Regions from separate parts of the Sus scrofa genome. Here regions 1 and 3 are each linked to region 2. A link is a contact called in public Hi-C and HiChIP or PLAC-seq data. All regions are on one chromosome and are shown on one strand. Each heading gives the region's core, a stretch centred on a gene start, on an enhancer-like site or on the middle of the called end of the contact. The rest is flanking DNA. Distances are from core to core; before and after follow the strand shown. Region 1 holds the start of CARD10 (caspase recruitment domain-containing protein 10). Region 2 holds the start of CDC42EP1 (cdc42 effector protein 1). Region 3 holds the start of GGA1 (ADP-ribosylation factor-binding protein GGA1).

Evidence for each region. A called contact is a pair of places that touch in the nucleus more often than the background predicts. HiChIP or PLAC-seq counts read pairs in DNA pulled down with a chosen protein or histone mark.
Region 1: a contact with region 2 is called in a Hi-C map of liver, with 5 times the contacts expected there. The contact joins the promoter of CARD10 here to the promoter of CDC42EP1 in region 2. A contact is called at or near these places in 3 of 47 Hi-C or Micro-C datasets (liver and skeletal muscle) and 1 of 2 datasets of contacts at active chromatin or transcription factors (skeletal muscle).
Region 3: an H3K27ac HiChIP or PLAC-seq map of skeletal muscle shows a contact between it and region 2. The contact joins the promoter of GGA1 here to the promoter of CDC42EP1 in region 2. A contact is called at or near these places in 2 of 5 promoter capture datasets (both in liver), 10 of 47 Hi-C or Micro-C datasets (alveolar macrophages, embryonic fibroblasts, epiblast stem cells and 5 more) and 1 of 2 datasets of contacts at active chromatin or transcription factors (skeletal muscle).

Annotation. Positions count from the first base shown.
Region 1 is chr5:10,288,702-10,293,401 of Sscrofa11.1, forward strand. CARD10 (caspase recruitment domain-containing protein 10) reads left to right here and starts at 1,996. Exons shown (of 21, transcript XM_021091509.1): 1 at 1,996-2,334; 2 at 2,507-2,758; 3 at 3,575-3,712. The coding sequence starts at 2,196.
Region 2 is chr5:10,251,720-10,255,846 of Sscrofa11.1, forward strand. CDC42EP1 (cdc42 effector protein 1) reads right to left here and starts at 1,711. Exons shown (of 3, transcript XM_013997533.2): 1 at 1,572-1,711.
Region 3 is chr5:10,210,935-10,215,614 of Sscrofa11.1, forward strand. It overlaps GGA1 (ADP-ribosylation factor-binding protein GGA1), which reads right to left and starts at 2,896. Exons shown (of 19, transcript XM_021091505.1): 1 at 2,461-2,896. The coding sequence starts at 2,503.

The DNA.
Region 1 (4,700 bases), core at 746-3,245, 37 kb after region 2:
GGCTTAGAAGAAGAGCATTCGTGCCAGTGAGCCTGGGTGAAGACCCGGGGCCCCTGAGGTCTAGCCCCTCTCTCCCTGCTGCAGTTCCTGCCTGCCTGGCATGACTGTAGAGAGAGGATGAATGCAGCAGAACCCGCAAAAGGACACTCGTGCAGGTGATGCTTTATTGCACGTGTTTGCTCTGGGTGACAGGATGCCCAGGGACAGGAGATGAACCAGGGGCTCTGCTTTGCGGGGAGGTGGGTGTATCCCCACTTGTCTCCCACCTGGCTGGATGCCCACTGTGGGCGAGTGTGTGTGTGTGTGTGTAACTGCATGTGACTAGGTGAGCCTGCCCCCCAGTGAGACTTCTCTGTCTACTTACTGCCGGCCGCTTGCTGTCTGTGCCTTATCTCCAGGCCCAGCTTTGGCTTCTCGATGAGAAAATAATTAACCACAGGAGCATTTTCTGTGGCCTTCATCTCATTCTCCTGGCCAAGTTCAAAGTATTCACAATGAATAGATCTGCTGGTGGGAGGAGCACAGGAGGCCAAGGGCAACCGGGGCTGTTGGGAGGTAGGCCTGCCATGTGCCCGGGCTCAGAGTCTGGGTGAGGAGAAAGATGGGCCAGGGGCTGGGCCCTGGCCTGGTCCCACTGCTTCCTCGTTGTGCAAATTAGGGCAAGTTCCTTGCCCTATTGGGCCTCTGGTTCCCCCTCTGTGAACTGAGGAATTTGCACCAGAATTCAGTACTTCCAAAGCATTTCCCCCTGATGTAAACAGATGATCTCCAAAGCAAAACAAACACACAAGAAATGGTTAATTCAGTTTGGGAAAGGGCACTACGATATATAAAATTAAACCAGCTTCTCTACTGCAGGGCTTTTCAGGGACTTCCTTGGTTGAAAACTTTTCTTTCTTTGGATACGTAACACGAATGCACATGGCATGTAATTCAGACGGTGCAGAAGGAGCTTGGGGAGCTCACACCTCCCTCTTTCCTGTGCCGGCTCTGCCCCTCTGCTCTTCACTTGCAGCAGGGCCCCACTGGCAGTTTCTACTGCATGGAGAGATGGTATCATATGTGCCAGCAGATATGGGTGTCCGTTTTATAGTGGTCAGTGACCACAAGTTTCCCAAGGCGGGAGGGTGGAGCATGGATGCAGCATTTCTCACACTTGGACCACAGAACCACTCCCAGGCATTTCTGGGTCCAGTGTTTAGAGGAACAACCTTTGGAACACGGGTTCCTGGTCTTCATGTTCTAAAATGAGACTTTATACAGGAGGGGAGCTGGCGGTGGTGCCCTGAGAGATCAGACTCTCATCTCGGAGAAGGCAGCCATAACCTCTGTCTTTTTCTGCCCAGCCGGCGGCTGCTCTTTAGCTTTGGGAAAGGGGCCAGAGCTGGTAGCCCATATGGGGACACTGAGGCAGAGAGGGCAAGCGCCCCCCCCCACCCCAGGTCTGGAGCAGGTCAGAGGCCCTCTGGGATCAAGATCTCCTGCTCCCAGGCAGTGCTCTCACATCAAGGGCCTCAATAGGCCCACAGCTCGGCTGGGCCCTAGAAGGGCTCTGGTCCCTGGGGATTGTTCTCGAAAGCGTGGGAGCCCTGCCCCACACTGCATGGTCACTTCCTGAGAGACCTAGCAGGTAGGATTGTGATCGGGTGTGCGGCACCTGCACAGGGTTGGTGTGCTGTGTAGGTTGTGTGGGACCTCTGAACAATGAGTACCGTGTGCTGGTGTGATGCGTGTGCCGGTGCGACGTGTGTGCTGCCTGGTGTGATACTGTGTGCCAGTGTGATCAGTGTGCCGCGCCCGTGCTGATGTTTCGTGTGCGCCTTGTGGCCGCCTGCCAGCTGCAGGCCAAGGTCGGTGCCAGGTGCCATGTGCCAGCGGCCGGCCAGACACCGAGTGCGCGCTGGGGGCTCGGGGGCCAATGCCGCGTGCCCGGTGCGCGCGCGCGTGCGCGAGCGGGAAAAGGTGTGCGGCGGCGCGCGGGAGGCTGTGAGCGTGCGTGGCCCCGCAGCTCCGCCCCGTCCCGAGGCCGGGCAGGTGTGGGCGGGCCGCTTGGACCCCGCCGAGTCCCGGCAGGGAGAGCCGGCGGGAAACAGGAAGCAGGGGGAGGCGCGCGGCGGCCGGACGGCGGGGAGCCTGGCGTGCGGGCGGACGAGCGGGTGGCTGTGCGGCCGGACGCTGGCCCGGCCGGGGCGGCGATGTCCGGAGGCCCGGGCAGTCCCGGCGGCCACGGGGCCGGGGGCGGGGCTGGGGGCGCCGCGGACCCCGCCCCGCTGCGCCGGCGGAGCCGCCGCCCGAGCGCCGACCCGGGAGTTCGAGGCGGCGGCGGAGTGCGGGGTGAGTCCCGGGGCTGCGGGGGGCCGGGCAGCCGCCCCGGCGGACGGGGCGCAGGAGGGGGGGTCCGGCGGCGCCGGGCAGCTCGTCCTGCAGGCGACGCCCGGAGCTGTGATCGGCCCGCGCACCCCGCCCCGGGCGCCGGCGCTGACCCCCGCGCGCCTCTGGCCCGCAGACCCCGAGGACGCGGCCATGCCAGGAGGGGCCGAGGCGGGGGAGACCGAAGAGGAGGCCGGGGGCGGCTCAGGGTCCGAGGCGGAGGAGGACGCGCTGTGGGAGCGGATCGAGGGCGTCCGGCACCGGCTGACGCGCGCCCTCAACCCGGCCAAGCTCACGCCGTATCTGCGCCAATGCCGGGTCATCGACGAGCAAGACGAGGAAGAGGTGCTGAGCACCTACCGCTTCCCGTGCCGCGTCAACCGCACCGGTGAGCCGTGCAGGGCGCGCGGGGTCGGGCCTGAGCGGGCGGGGCCCCACCTTCCCTGGGGCCTTGTTCAGAGCGGACCGGCCGGGTGAGGGGGTTGGTGTGCCCACTATCCTAGCTCCAGAACCACCGTTATGACCCAGCGTGTCCGCGGTGCCCGCACCACGTCTGGAGTTTTCTGCCACTTCCTGGGCCCACCTTAGAGCAACGGGTTGGCTGTAGTTGCCAGTGCAGGCTGGGCTTGGGACCTCGCGGTCACAGCTGGTGGACTTGGCATCTATCCTGTGTCCTTTGATCTCTCGTGTTCTCTCTAAGCCCCCCCCCCACACCTTCTGTGCGCCAGACACTCCTTGGAGAGTTATTTTTCTTCAAGGGCTCAAAACTCATGTCGGCCTTTTGAGGGTGTCCTCTTCCAGAGGTTCTGCCTTTAAACCAGAGCTGGCAAAGGAATGAGGGTCTAATGGTGGAATTTCAGGCATTGGCCAGCGAGGGAAGTATTCGACTTTGTGTTTGTAGGTGGGGCTGCTGTTGAAGAGCTGGGCTCTTTGCTGGCCCTGTATCTTTGTGTGCATGGGGCGGGGGCTGCAGGAGTTGTTGAAGCACAGGTGCCACTGGGGCTGGGGTGGGTCCTGCCTGACTCTCCTGGCTGTGGCAGAGGGCTCTCCCCTGATGTGTTGAGACAGGCCCCTGTATGTGTCACTGGTTCAAAAAAATCTGGGCAACGTGGGCCCTGGAATATTGGGGGATGGAGAGGGAAGAAAGCTAGGCATTGGGGGGAGCCCTCATCTTAACCTTTGGGGACAACCCCCCCCTCCCCAGGGCGCCTAATGGACATTTTGCGCTGCCGAGGGAAGAGGGGCTACGAGGCCTTCCTGGAAGCCCTGGAGTTCTACTACCCCGAGCACTTCACGCTGCTCACGGGCCAAGAGCCTGCCCAGCGCTGCTCCATGATCCTTGGTAAGTGGGTCCCCAGTGGGTGCCAGAGTCTCGGACGCCCCTGCAGAGAATTCCTTACCCTGTCCCTGTCAGGGAGGCTCTCCCGTTATCCCCGATGAACAGATGGGGAGACTGAGGCACAGAGAGAACCGAAAGGGTTTGCTCAAGGCTGAATATGGGATTGGGAATCTAATGCAGCTGTAGTTCGAATCCAGAGCCCACACGCTTAATGTGGCTCTCGCTCCCTGACATTGTTCTCAGACACGCACGTGTCAGGCGTATCCCAGTGAACAGTTTCGTCTGTGAAAAATTCAGACGCGCCAGGAGACCTTAGAATGAATAGGAAAGATATTTGCTTCTCCCTTCAGCCCTGCTCTGCTTGTAACAGTTCGGCAAGTCTCCTTTCTCTTTGTACTTAGGCGTGCGCATGCACACACCCCCACCCACACATACACACTCACAGGAGATCATCTTACATGTCTTGCACTGTATCTTGCTTTTTCTCAGAACAACTGATTTTTGTGATTCTTCCACACCTGTTAGACTGGTTTTCAATGACTTCTTGGTGTTCTTCAGTGATGTGCCACAGTCCGTTCACCTGGCTCCTGTTGATGGACAGCTAAGCTGGTTCTAGTTTGCACCATTACAGTGTCGGGACCGTCTTTCTGGGTGCATCTTTGTGCAAATGTGTGTCTCAGGAGGAGAGCTTCTGAGAAGTCCGATTTCTTAGAGAATGTGTGTTTTAAAAGTTGAGTCACTGTGCGTTCCTCCAGCAGTGTAGGAGCGCCCATTTTACCTTGGGGACACTGAAAAAGCATTTTTGCCGTCAGAAGTGTCAAGAATAATATGCTGTTGTTTTAATTGTGTACTTTGTTGAGAGCTGTTCATAGCTTACTAGTGAGTAAACCTTAGACAAATGGCTTGACATTTCTGTGCCTCAGCTTTTGTGTCTCTAAAATGGGTGCAATAGGAGTTCCCGTCATAGCTTAGTGGTTAACAAATCCGACTA
Region 2 (4,127 bases), core at 461-2,960:
TCTCATCCTGGAGGCCACTCGCTGCCCAGAGCCCCGTTCCGCAAGCGTCCGGCTGGGTTTTAACACCACCCCTACCGCTGGACAGAGGGACGTGTCTCGGTTAGGACCGCTCTGACCTCTTTTTAGGGGTTCACTCCCTGGGGGCTGCCTTCTCATGCCCTTCGAGTCCAGCCCCTTCGAGATGGGAACACGGAGGCCAGAAAGGGTAGCAAGCTGTCTGCAGTGGCAGCAGAGACCCGGTTCTCAGGACTTCAAGGGGGAGAGTGGGAGGGAGCGCCGTGGGCCACAGGGGAGAAACGGGGAGGCGGGGGGAGATGCTTTTTCCTCAACACCTCGAGTTGGAGCCAAATCAGCCTCTGACTCTGCGAGGCTGACTTGGCTTCGGCTGAGTCTCCCCCAGGCCTGGGTTCCGGTCCCTGCACCGCGTCCCTCCATGCCCCCTCCCCTCGCTGTGGTGTCCCGGCCAGTCCCTTGGCCCCTCTGAGCCTCAGTGTCCCGATCCAGAAAATGGGCTTAAACCTCTTGACTCTCCCGTGGCTCCGCAAGACGAGAACAAGCTCGAGGGCCGTCGGGACTGGAAATCCGAGAGACTAGCTCGGAAGCACTCCCTCTGGGAGGTACGGGGTTAGAATGTGGAGGGTCGCTCCGCGGGGAAGGGGGCAGCCGTCTGCCTTGGCCGGAGGGGAACTGGACGGGATGACCTCATCCGCCGCTCCGGCCTGGAATGCGGCGGCTGGGGAGGGGGCTGGGTGCCTGGTCCATCTCCCCAGCGGTTCCCCCAACTTCCCGCTCTCCGCGCCGGCCTCGCCAAGGGGCCCGACATTCCGACGACACCGAGCCCCCTCCTCGTTCCTTCCCTTCCTTTCCCAGGGCAGGAAGGAGCGCAGACGGCCCTCGGCTCGCCCCCTCCTCCCGCGCGCCGCTTTACCTCCCAATTCTCTGCCCCCCTCCGCTCGCCTGGGACATTGCAAAACAACCCGAAAATTTGGAGCGTCCCCGCGCCGCTCCGGGCAGGCCTGTTGGCACCCCGGGCGCCTTTGGCAGGCTGGCCTCTCTTCCCTGCCCAGGCCCGGAGAGCCTAGAGGGGTGCCAAGTCCTGGCGGGCGTCCACGCCCACTTCGGGTTCGACGACCCGGGGGGCAGCTCGCGGTTACCTTCTCGAGCCCCGGGAGCGGGGGCTGAAGGGCGGACGCGGCGGCGGCGGCGGCGGCGGCGGTGGCGGTGGCGCGTCCCGGCGCGCAGCCCTGGCGAGTGGCTGGGCCGGTCTGCGCCGCCCTGGCCGCGGGCTCCGCCGGCTGCCTCCCGGGGCGGGGGCGGGGTGTGGGCGCGCTCCCTCCTCCCGCCTCTCTCCTCCCGCCTGCGGGCGGGGCCGGGCCCCCGTCCCGGGCACCGATCACGCCGCCCGAGTGGCAGTGGCAAGAGCTGGAGGGGGAGCGGCGGGGGCGCCAGGTCCGGCTCTTGCCCGCTGCCCGGGGCAGGGGGTGCTAGAGAACGTGCGGGTCGCCAGGACGAGTTGACTCGGGTCCCCGTCTCCCAAACCCTCTCCCTGCGTGGCCTTGCTGCGTCCTGACCTGCTAACTCTCGCTGCTGGGCACTCCAGGCGCTCCCTGCGGGACGTTGAGGAATCCGGAAGCCGGATCTCCGAGGCCGTGCATGGTAGAGACCGCCTTAGACCTTGAGTTCTACAAATTGGATGCCCACTCCGTTTCTCCCAACCCCCATGCCTTTCACTCCAGCACAGGTCCTGCGGGGGCCAGGACATAGACTTAAGTCATACTGGGGCGCAAGCCACTGGTGGAGTGGTGTGGTGTCGTGCTCAGGGCTGTGGACCTTAGACCCTAACAGCCCTGCTTCCTATCCTGTCTCCATTGCTACTTATCCTTTCTGCACCTCTGCTTTCCCATCTGTACAATGGGATAATGACAGTAGGCATCGGATGGTATGTTGTTAAGTGTTCTCTGCTGTGTCAGCACCTAGGAGGCTTGTTGAGCTAGTCCATGAGGTCACAGCTCAGGTGGATGGGTTCCCAAAGCTTTGCTGAACACCCCTCAACCCCACCCATGAGGGACAGGGAATCGGCCAGGCGCAGGCCCCTGCACCATCCTCGCGGAGGGCAGATGGATCTCTCATCTCTGCCTCATGCTGTTCTGACCTCCTCTGATGCTCCCCTTGGACTTGGGGCCCCTGAAGGACAGGCGGGAAGACCAGTGGGGGGTGTGTGGGGGGGTGACCTTCAACAGAGAGACCCCTAACACAGCCTGCAGGGGAGGGATGGAGCTCAGCGAGGTGTCCTAGAAGAGGTGAGTTGAGTTGTAGAGGTCACCTAGGCAAGGGACGGGCAGAGAGAGCCCCAGCCGAGCCTTGGCGCCAAGGAGTGCAGGGAGGAGCCATATTTACACACACGTGGAAAAGGGAGGTTTTGCTGTTCACAGGGTGCTGCACCTCTTTCAGTGGCTCCTGGGGTCCTCACGTTGGCCACCGAGGGGGTTACTCCCCCAGATGGACAGATGGCGAAACTGAAGCATGAGGAATCCCAGCACTGGAGTTCCCGCTGCGGGATCAGTGGCGTTTCTGGAGCGCTGGGACACGGGTTCGATCCCCTGCCCGGCACAGTGGGTTAAGGATCCATAGGTGCCACAGCTTTGGTATAGGTCATAACTGTGGCTCACATCTGCTCCCTGGCCCAGAAACTCCACATGCTGCGGGGCAGCCAAGAAAGAATTCCAGCACCTGCCCAAGTGGCACAGCAGTAGCACCACGACTCCAGTCAAAACTCCAGTCAGTCAGAACTCTTTCCCTGGGGTCAGGCTTGGAAGTGCTTTGCTCCCGGGACTGGCGGGGGCAGGGAGGGAGAATTAGGAACATGCTAGAGGCTTGCTGAAGAGCATGGGGAGAGGGGGGCTGCCCCTGAGAGGCCCAGATGGGGGGCACCGTCAAGGGCTGAGAGAGGGCTGGGCCAGGTGTCGGGACTTAACCTTGGGCCACATGTCCCGCGTCACCAAGCCAGCAAGCAGTGTGATCAGGTGTGCCTTTGGAAGCTCTTGCTGTGAGCCAAGAATGGCTGGGAAGGAAGCGATGGAGGGGGGATTAGTACTGCATGGTTGTTATCATTAATAGCAGTAGTAATAACCAGCATTTATTGAGCGCCTAATGCACACCCAGTCCTGTAGCCCCGCACAGGCAGCATCAGAGTTAATCCTCATGCGATGCCTGTAGGGACAGTACTGCCATCATGTCCATTTTGCAGAGAAGCAAAGTGATTTTCCCAAAGCCTCCAACTGTGGCAGGATGGCCAGACTTTCCAGTTTGCCCAGGAGAGTCCCAAATGACGCCTACTGTCCCACCATAATTATTATTTTTTTCTTTTTAAGGTGGCAATGGAGGTTCCCAGGCTAGGGGCCAAATAAGAGCTTCAGCCACCGGCCTACACCACAGCCACAGCCACAGCCACGCTGGATCCTATGCCACAGCTCACGGCAACGCTGGATCCCTAATCCACTGAGAGAGGCCAGGGATTGAACCTGCAACCTCACGGACACTATGTTGGCTTCTTTTTTTTTTTTGGCTTTTTACCATTTCTTGGGCCGCTCTCACTGCATATGGAGGTTCCCAGGCTAGGGGTCGAATCGGAGCTGTAGCTGCCGGCCTACGCCACAGCCACGGCAACTCAGAATCTGAGCTGTGTTTGTGACCTACACCACAGCTTAGGGCAATGCTGGATCCTTAACCCACTGAGCGAGGCTGGGGATTGAACCCGTATCCTCATGGATCCCAGTCAGGTTCGTTAACCTGCTATTATTATTACTATTTTTTTAACTGTTTTTTTTTTTTTTTTTTGTCTTTTTTTTTTGCCGTTTCTTGGGCCGCTTCCATGGCATATGGAGGTTCCCAGGCTAGGGGTCTAATTGGAGCTGTAGCTGCCAGCCTGCACCACAGCCACAGCAAGGAGGGATCCAAGCCGTGTCCGCGACCTACACCACAGCTCACAGCAACACGAGACCGTTAACCCACTGAGCAAGGGCAGGGATCGAACCCGAAACCTCATGGTTCCTAGTCAGATTCATTAACCACTGCGCCACGACGGGAACTCCCTAACCTGCTATTATTAATAGCACTTCCTTTTACTC
Region 3 (4,680 bases), core at 1,646-4,145, 40 kb before region 2:
GGCTGGGGACTCTGCATGTGGTGCCTGCCTGTGTGGGGCCCTGTGCTGTGGCGGGAGGCCTGGAGCCCTAGGATCCCAGTGCCTGGCGGCCAATCATTCAACTGCTATTTATTCAACAAATATTCTGAGTGTGAGGCCAGGGCAGTGAACAGGACAAAATCCCTACCCTCCTGCAGCTCATGGCCCAGCAAGAGAAACGCTGACTACTCAGGATAAACGATCACAGGATACTGTGTATTGTTGCAGAGTGCTATGAAGAAAAACATAGCAAGCAAGCAGGCAAGAAAGAAACAGAGAAAGAGAAGAAAGAAGGGAGGGAGGGAGGAAGGAAGAAAGAACGACAAGCAGAGCAGGGAGAAGGTACAGAGAGTGTGTGTTCGGGGCACGGGCTCTCAGAGGTACAGCTGAGCGGAGTTCTGAATGAGGCACTTTCTCTCTGCATACAAATCCTTCCCAGGAGCCCTGCAGAGTTCTCCAGTCCCGGGAGAAATGAAGCCCCTGCTGACCACCAGGAATAGGCCCCTCCAGCTACTCTGCCACCCAGCCCCCCAACACCGTCAGAGGCGGGGGAACACCAGCCTGCAGTGAGAAAGATAGACTAGGGCTGGCTATTGCCTACCCAATGACATCCAGCTGGGGACCCTGAATCAGGAAGTCCTGTAAAGTGTCAGAGACGCATGAGTCTGAGTGAGGACAGAGAAGCTGGTTCTCGAGCCTGCTTCTGAGTCACAAGCCAGGGAGGAAGAAGTAATGGCATCATAAGACATCATCTCTGCATCTGGTTCAGAGCGAGGGCCTCTGGGTCCAAGGTGCTCTGAATAATTTCTCTGGCCCTGGCCCCCAACTCCCAGCCCCCTTACCTCTGCCTGGCCGGGGCGGGGGGGGGGAGAGCACCCTCCCCAGCAGGCAGCAGGGGAGAGCACCCAGGGAGGGAAGGGGTGTTTCACAACAGGGCGTGTGACTCTGCTCTGTCACCCTACAGTGACGGGAACATCATCACTGACCCACCAGAAGCTACTTTTTACCTCCAGCCACTGTGAGGGGAGAACTTATAATTTTGTGAGGGGATGAAAAAGAAAACAATCTCAGCCCCAACTGGAGTCCAGCCTCCTGCCAAACCTGTGTGCCCTGACTCCTGTCTGTTCCTCAGATCAGATCCTCTGACCCTGCAGAAAATCCCCACTGCTGCTCAACCTGACACTGGTTTTGTATCAGCCACAGCCCAAGGCCTGCGGCGGTCAGATCTATCAACCAGGGCCCTGCCCATCCCCCCCAGTTATTGCTGTGACCTGGACACTTGTGGCGTTCCAGAACAGTCTCGATGGCCGCTGAGTGCTTCCTTTCCAGGCCCTCCCCCTCCGCTGGAGACAGTGTGATTCTGGGACCAACCTCAGAACTCAACTCTGCACAAGACTGGCTTCAAAGGGGCTGATCATAGCCCCCCAACACCCTGGGCAGCTCCCTGGTGTGCCTGAGGCCAGGAGGCTGAACTGAAGGTAGACCTGAGCAGAGGCTGCCCCGAGGTCCTGTGGCAGATGTGGGCCCAACAGGAAGAAAGACTTGAGAGGGAGCTGTCACCAGCCCGGGGAGAAGCAAGCCATGCTTTGAGGGGTTGTGAGAGCTGAAAAGCTTCTGTAGTGTGGGATAGGGAGGTCAGGTGGACCGTGTAGCGGCTGATACTCTGAAAGCCAGGTATTAGGAAGAGACACAGGAGGGGATGCAGAGGCATTTGGAGGAAGCCAGGAGAGGGCTGGGAAAGGAGTCTGGTGAGGGTGCAGAAGCCAAGGGGCTGGGTTGAGGGCAGGGATAGAGACCTTGAAATTACTTCTGGAGTCTGAGACCGGACTCAAACCTGTAGGGTTTAGGGGTTTCTCACTATGTGGCCAGAACTCGGGGGCTCTCATGGGTTAGTGGACCCTCCCTTCCTGGGTGGGGGAACGAGCAAATCTGAGCGGAGATGCAAGCTCAAGGAATGGATAGGAGCGAGTCACGCATGCAGCGTCAGAAAGCGGAGGATTCGGGGTTCCAGGGGAGCAGGATCCCTCCCTCTTGGGTCTGAGGTTCAGCCCCAGGGGCTGCTCGCTTGCTACCATCCCGGGCTCCTTGGAAAGACTAGGGCGTCCGTTCCGCGTTGAAGTCTGGGCCCGAGGGGGTTGGAGGCTGCTTTCTCCATCCCGGAGGTTCTGGGCACAGAGAGGGGCGCAGCTCACTCCTCCCTGGGGGTCGCTGCCCTCGGATCGGAAGGGTAGGCGGCGCCCGCTCGCGTCGCCAGTCCGCGCACCTGCTGGGGTCTCTATTCAACCCAGAGTCTGAGGTACCGGCTTGGGACACCGTCCCTCCCCGGGCCGGGGGCGGGGCGTGAGGAGGGGGCGCCCCGTACCCCGCCTCCGTCGGGAAGGGGCCCGCCTAGTGCCCCTGGTTCCGGTTCCGGTCCGGCCCGCGCCCCTCCCGGACACTCACTGATTCGCGCCTCCAGAGTCTCCGGCTCCATCGCGGGCTCCATCCGCCACGGGCCCCCAGCCTCGGCACCGCCCCCCGCCCCCCGCCGCTCTCGCGGGACCTCCTCGGCACCGCCCTCGGCCGATTAAAGGGGCAACGTCCGTCCCAACGCGCGAGAGCGGAGCGTGAGAGCATTCAGCACCATAGAGACGAGAACTACTCGCCTAGAGCGTCACTTGCTCGCCCAACCCCTCCCCTAAGCGGCGACTGCGGGGGGAGGAACGGGTTGCCGGCCTCCTCGTCCACAGCGCTCAGGCCGGAGAGGAAGCAGAAGGACTCGGGGCTGAGAGCTGCACCATGGAAACCCCGCGGGACGCTCTAATTCGTTTCGCGTCACGAAAACGCTTGTGACCGCTTCCGGCCGAACGTTCCACCGCCATCTTTTTGAGGGGCTCTTAGGTCACTTCCGGAATCCTGAGCGGGTATTTCCGCTTAGATGTAAACATGGCGGGGCCTTAAAAGGGCAACGACTTACTTGGGCCGTTAAAGTTTATTGAGTGTTTACAGTTGTCCAAGCATCGTTTTAAGCACTTTTTTTTTCCCCCTTGGCTGCGTCCAAAGCATGTGGAAATTCCCAGGCTAGGTATTGAACCTGCGCCACAGCAGTGACAACAGGGGATCCTTAGCCGGCTAAGCCACCAGGGAACTCCTTTGAGAACTTTTACACATTTTTCTATTTACTCCTCACAACAAACCAATGAACCGGATCGTTTGAGGTCACACAAGTGGCAAAGCCCGAACCCCGTGCTATCTCCTGCATTCATTCTGAGATCATTTCATGCACCCCGCAGTTTCCAGGCCCCGGGGCACGTCACGAGCTCACCTGGGTCCGTTTCCTTCTGTCGCCCCCTGGCGGCCTTCCGGGGAACTGACCCGTGGTGTGCTCGGGAGCCTCCCTGTCTCCTGGAGGGTTAAAGGGAATCTGGCGAATCCGGTTCTGCTCAGCCGTTGCCTTCGCAAGCGACCTCGATTCACCTTGCAGAACCGAGGTGACCTCATCAGGGAGTTTGAGAGGCATGTGCTTGGGTCAGTTTTTCCCCTAAACTCAACTATTCAGCAAACCGAGATGCTTTTCTCAACTCTCCCCCACAAACCATTAAAATTATACAGGAAAGTGATATGTATGTTTATTGCATTCCTCAATAAAAGCTGTAACATAATATGTACTTAGAGCTCTTTTCGTTTGTTTCTTTTATTACTGTGACATGAATTGTTACAGAAATAATACATTTACCGCACTGATTTAGGGGCACATGCAGTCTGTCCAGGGTCACGTTTTAAAGAGAGCAGAGATTTGACCAGGGTTCAAATTCTGACCTCGCTGCTTTCCAAACTGCCCTAGGACAAGTCACTTAGCCTCCTTGGATCTCAAGACTTCCCATCTGAATCATTCTTGTTAGAATTCAGTGAACCAGTGTTTGCTAAGTGAATCCCCCCAACACAGGCTCCCCACTCACTGTCTCGGCTGAACTTTTCTCCTTAGCACCTGTCTCCACTGATTACTTCTTTTCTTCATCGTGTCTTTTGTCTCTTGCCCCCACTGGAAGGTAAGCTCTGTGAGGACGAGGAATTTCATCTATTTGGTTCATCGATGTATCCTCAAGGCTTGAAAGAATAACTGGCACATAAGTGTTCAATCAACACGCATTGAGGTGTTTCCTGGCGGCTCAGTGGGTTAAGGATTCGGGGTTGTCACTGTTTTGGCTCCGGTTGCAGCTGTGGCGCAGGTTGGCTCCCTGGCCCAGGAACTACAGCATGCCATGGGTGCGGCCAAAAAAAAAAAAAAAAAAAAATCATGCATTGAATGCATGAATGAGTTGAAACTATTATTCATAAGCTTTACCGGCAGAGGGATGCAGGAATGTGCCCACTGTTGCACAGCAAACGGGGAGCGGGGGAGCCAGGTCATACATTTGATGACAGCTCTAGGCTTGCCTCATTGAGTCCTGAAGAGCAGGGTTGGTGACGAGTCAGAAAAGTGGCTATGCAGGTAAGGCCTGGCCCAGACTGGGGCTCAGGGTACAAGGTTTGGAAGGAGGAACTTGAGAAGGGGGTTGAAGGCGAGGATGGTTGAAGGAAAGACCAAGAGAGCAAACAGGAAACTCAGAAATTGGGCTCTTCGGGGTTTTTTTGTTTGTTTGTTTTTGTCTTTTTGTCTTTTCTAGGGCTGCACCCGCGGCA